2 separate regions of the Triticum aestivum genome follow, and region 1 is linked to region 2. A link is a contact called in public Hi-C data. All regions are on one chromosome and are shown on one strand. Each heading gives the region's core, a stretch centred on a gene start, on an enhancer-like site or on the middle of the called end of the contact. The rest is flanking DNA. Distances are from core to core; before and after follow the strand shown.

Region 1 (2,700 bases), core at 200-2,699, 200 kb after region 2:
GCTCCCACAAAGATAGTGGTTGCCTCCCTAAACGCATTCTCTTGTTCAGGAGCTACCGTTACCGTGGGATAGACACCACCAACTCAGAACACGTTCATTGTTGTGAGCCACAAGGTGGTCCTTGTCTGCCAGTGCTTAAAATGTGTTTCAGAACTTTTCCGGTTTTAGAGTAGTGGCGAAGCCATGAGTCGAAAAGTGCCTAAAATAAAGTTTTTGGATTGTTGAAAATATTAGGACTTTCCTGACTAATCTAATCCACGAATATACAGTAGACATGGCAAATAAGGTATGCATCTCATACCGATACCTAAGCATGTGAGCACATACATTACATAGAATTGAAACATATATGAAAAACATATATACGACCAGCACATGAACGAGCAAATAGGGGATGAACGAATCATACCTTCCGGTTGGCTAGGCCAACGCGACGGTAGCGGCCGAGGCCTTCTCCTTGACGGCTTCATCGTCAGCCATGTAGTCAATGCAAGGGAAGTAGTGGAAGTAGAGAAGGACGGATCGGAGCAGTCGCATCGAGACGCTCCCTGAAAACCTTATTGCCGTTCTCCCGTGCAGGATCTCACGACAAGGTTTCGGAGGCGCCTGCTCTTCCAACCAACCGTGCATGCGGTCTTTGGGATGGGATCGCCGGAAGCAGCATATAGAGAGGAACAATAGATGACGACTAGGACTGTGCAAGAGGGAGTGAGTGAATTGAAATAGGGTTCACTCCACAGGCCCGCGCCTCCTTATATAGGCCGTTAGGACAGTGGCACTTCCGTAAACAACTAATTAACCATTATTGACCGGCAAAAATAAGGCTCGGCCCGTTCCCGCAACCCGCAGTGCGCGTGTGGCGTGGTGTGGCGTGGCGTGGCGAGGTGAGGCGGGCGGCGGATGAGGAACGCGCGTGTACAACTTCTATTTCCAAGCTCCCAAATGACATGTGGTAGAGCAACCTTTATAAAGTGTCTCACTCTCTTCTTATGTAGCAGTATGAGACTAACTACCACCACTTGCCATGCACCTAAATGGCCCTTAGAGATTAATCAGAGATTATTTTCTTATATGCCTAAGCTCATTTATAATCCATCATTGTTTTACTGCCTTGACAGTTTATGAATGGATCGATTTTTCTTAAAAAATAAATTCAGAAGGGGAAAACAACCCGTGCATGTGGGCTAGGCTTCAAGAGACGATAAGCCCGAGAACATGTGTCGTGCGTGAGAGTTGATTTCTTCCCGGAAATCAGCCTGTTGAGGCTGTTTTTACAACAACAAAACAAACATGAGCACCGAATGCATGATTCCATGTCGTCTCTCCAACCTCCAGTTCCATGCCGTCACGTCACCGCTCACGCGTGGAACCGATCCGAGCCAACTCAGTTCATGCACGCAGGCACGCCGCGACAAGGACCCGGCGACGCACACGCACCCACCCACCCCCGCCCATCGCGTACTACAAATTACAGTAGTAGAACCCAGGCGCGAGCCGGAGACCGGACGGACGGCGTACAGTCGTCATCACTCATCACCCGCCGCGCAGCCTCCCGACCGGCCGCCCGGTAAGAAGCCAAGCCAAGCAGGCCACTCCTCCTTCCCTCGGCTTTCTCCTCGTGCGGTGCGGGGTAGATAGAGTAGAGTAGTTTCGAGAGTAGATAGACAGAGTAGATCGATCGCGCGTCGCCGTGGACTCGCGGGGTTGGTGGTGGTGCCATCCTCGTCCGTGTGACCGTGTCCGCTGTGTGCGCAGCACGGTGGCTGGCTGGCTGACTGGGTCTGCCTCCATCTCCGGGCCTTTTTGTTCGCACCTGGATTATACTACTGCTAGCCCCCGACTTCCCTGGGAAATGGAAAGTGTTCCTTCCTCGCCAGAGATCTAGCGCCGGTGGTACTACCTTCTCGGCTTCTTTATATTTATAGCCTCAGCTCCCTACTAGGAGTTTGTTTCCCCTGACCATTAATTTGACCAGAATTGTCCGTGCCCCCTAAATCTCGCAGCAGCACAAATTGGGCTCGCATTTTATTTTGACACCAAACGGCTGCTAAAAACACTAGTAGCATACTGGTACTACTTTGTTTTCCTCCCAATAAAATTGCATGCCTTTTGTTTTATCTTGATTAAAGCACACTGTTTTTTAGTCCCCAAGAAGGACAGAGAGGGAGGGAGAGCTCAACGCTTATCCTCCTCCAGCGACCCGGCTAGCCAAGAAAGTCCAGGGGAAGAGACAGAAAAGAAGAACAAGAAAGCAGTGGGAAAAAGAGGCCGGGCTCCTCGAACCTCTCACTATTTCTCCCGTGGCTTCCTTGTCTGCCTGCCTACGCCTTCCCTTGCCTTCGGGGTTGGTGAGCGAGCTCGGGATCAGTTGGCGACTACACACCCAGAGGTTGTTGTCCGAGAATTATTTAGGCCCGCCCCTTTCTTCCTTCCACGCCTTCTTAGACTCGCCTCGCCTCCCTTCTTTGCTCAGTCTTCTCGGATCTCCGGCTCAAATTCGTCTCCCGAATCCCCAGTTCCAGGTTCTCGGAGGAGGGGGGGAAACCATGGGCAGCTTCGCCAAGCTGGCCAAGAGGTGCGTGGAGACGGAGGCGCCGGTCATGGTGAAGGTGAGACAGACCTCCCCACCCCACCTCGTCAACAATCTCCTGCCTTTATTATCCCCAATTTCTTGTCTTATTTGGTGGCTCCTTTTTCTTC
Region 2 (2,700 bases), core at 123-2,622:
TGGAAAACAGGTTCAAGGGCTACTATGGGAGTCCTGGACTAGGAGGTCCTCGGGCGTCCGGTCTATTGGATGTGGGCCGGACTGATGGGCCGTTGAGATACAACATAGAAGATCTCGTGTACGGTGGGGACACCCGTATGCGTGAATGGCAAGTATAGGTGTCCGATATGTTATTCCTTTCTGTAAAACCGGCTTTGTACAACCCTAAGCCCCTCCGGTGTCTATATAAATCGGAGGGTAGATCGGAGGCAGGATCACAACATTGCTAGGCTAGCTGATCTAGGGTTAGCCGAATCGATCTCGAGGTAGATCAACTCTTGTAACCCCTATACCCTTTGAATATAATCAAGCAGGAGTAGGGTTTTACCTTCATTAAGAGGGCCCGAACCAAGGTAAATATTGTGTCCTTTGTCCATAGTTACCATTGGTCCTCAGACATACAACTTGGGCCCCCCTACCCGAGATCTGCAGGTTTTGACACCGACACTCATCAACCTTCAGGCGTCCACTGCTTTGCAGGGCGGCGTTACTTTCGAGCGTCTCTTTGATCGTTCTCCTGATTACTCGGCGCTTCATTTGTTTGGTTGTTCTTCTAGCCCCTCGTGAACGCACCAAACTGTCCGCTCAGTCTGTTGAGTGTGTCTTCTTAGGATACAATGATGAGCACTGTTGAGTGGGTCGGCTCATTCGTGCCCTCGTGGGTGTTCGGCGAGTGAATTTTCCTAACTCCAATCAACTGACTAGAAAGAGGGTTTCTCGAAGGACTACAACAGCCGCCAGGGAACTTCTGAGCCCGTGGCTGCCATTTCGGGGTTGAGAGACGGGGGACCTCAGACCTTTAAGAGCTTTATGTTCTTCGTCAACGTCTAGTTATCATCGTAGCTTATTGAGAATAAAATTACTCGTTTTTTCTATGTGGTGCCACAAGGTTAAAGAGTTTTGTGTCCTCACTGATTTGATTATTCAGATGTGATGAGGTTATCTTAGTGTGTCAAGTTTTTTTGTTGATTTAATTTTATGAAGGTGAAATCTTACACTAACATCATACTGAAAATATTGTGATTCAACAACCTGAACCTCTAAGGTATCATCCCCGCCCAACCAGGTTCATTGATCAAGGCCTCCCATCTTTCTGAATGGGCGACTAAAAGATACTTTCAAAAATCTTTCTGAAAAGGGTGACAACGTTGCTTCACTCCAGATCGACTGAATCGTATCGTTTTGGATGTACGACTCAACATTGTTGGTGCGGGACGAAGGTAGAGCGGCAAAGTCGTCAGTGAAGCGAAGCCAAGATACTGCTCCAGATAACACGACACTCCACATGGGTCCCCGGGTAATAAGCTTCAAACAGATGCAAACAGGGTAAGCCTTGTTGGTTTCCAAGATAAGCTTCCAAATGGCACTAGTCAAGGCGGCTGCCAAACGAGTCAAACATTTCCGACCTTCCGCTCAACGCAACCACAAACATTCAACCACACCTTAAATGGTTCGCGGATCGATCAGCCACCCGTACAGCAACGGCAAAGAAGCTTGAAGCAATGGCGAGACCGTTTTGCGGCCGTCGTCCCCTGTTCCTCTTCGAGGTTACGGCAGTCGCCATCCTCGCGGCGCTGTTGCCGCTGGGCGGCCATGCGCGGGTCTGCCCCCCGTGCGGCTCGACGGCGGTGCCGTACCCGCTGAGCACGGCGGACGGGTGCGGCGACCCAGCGTACAAGGTCCGGTGCGCGGCCGGCACGTCGACGCTCTTCTTCGACGCGCTCAACGGCACCTCCTACCCGATCACCTCCGTGTCCCCGGCGGCGCAGCGCCTCGTGGTCGCCCCGGCGCCGCTGGTGTCCAGCGACACGTGCGTGTCCGTGGGGGCCCCCGCCGGGCGCGGCGTGCAGCTGGACCCGTCGCTGCCGTTCAACGTGAGCTCCTCCAACACCATCATGCTCCTCAACTGCACCTCCGCGCTGCTGCGCTCCCCACTCAACTGCTCGTCCAGCTCGCTCTGCCATGCCTACGCCGACGCCGCGCGGTCGCCCTGCGCGCCGCTGCCGCTCTGCTGCACGTTCGTGGCGGGCGGGTCGTCGACGTCGCACCGGATCCGCGCGTCGCCCGAGCTCTGTAGCGCCTACACCAGCTTCGTGAACCTCGACCCCGCGCAGCCGCCGGCGACGTGGGGCGGCCGCCTCGGCCTCGAGCTGCAGTGGGCAACGCCGAGGGAGCCGCTCTGCCAGACGCAGGCGGACTGCGAGGACGGCGCCAACGCCACGTGCGCCGGCGACCCGGTCGCGGCCGGCGCGGTGCGGCGCTGCCTGTGCGTGCCCGGGCTCGCGTGGGACCCCGTCGCCGGCGCGTGCCAGCAGAGTACGTTGCCGACGAATCATTTTGGTCGAACTGAGCTCGAGCTGGTTCATTTTGGTCATTGGCTCATACCGTGATATGCTTATTTGTGCAGTTCCTTCTGATTGCGAGCGCGCTGGAGACTGCGAGGGATCAAACCGTGCGCCTCTCATCGCAGGTATTACGTCTCTCTGATTACCCTGTTTCAGTCTCATCCTTACTTGCAATTGCAAATCTAGTTTCTCCTCCGGTTCCGGTTTGCTTAGATCAGTGGTGTCATGTCAAGCGACGAACTGTTGCGGTGTGACTGTAGCTAGATATGTTCGGCTCTGACTAAAGAAAACGCCGCATTCACTACAGTTTTGGTCA

Evidence for each region. A called contact is a pair of places that touch in the nucleus more often than the background predicts.
Region 1: a Hi-C map of leaf shows a contact between it and region 2, with 6 times the contacts expected there. The contact joins the promoter of LOC123069030 here to the promoter of LOC123069029 in region 2. A contact is called at or near these places in 3 of 5 Hi-C or Micro-C datasets (leaf and an unstated tissue).

What each region holds. Positions count from the first base shown.
Region 1 is chr3B:140,388,870-140,391,569 of IWGSC CS RefSeq v2.1, forward strand. It overlaps LOC123069030 (aromatic aminotransferase ISS1), which reads left to right and starts at 1,450. Exons shown (of 11, transcript XM_044491766.1): 1 at 1,450-1,567; 2 at 2,145-2,389; 3 at 2,517-2,609. The coding sequence starts at 2,547.
Region 2 is chr3B:140,191,715-140,194,414 of IWGSC CS RefSeq v2.1, forward strand. It overlaps LOC123069029 (wall-associated receptor kinase-like 20), which reads left to right and starts at 1,373. Exons shown (of 3, transcript XM_044491761.1): 1 at 1,373-2,355; 2 at 2,447-2,509. The coding sequence starts at 1,542.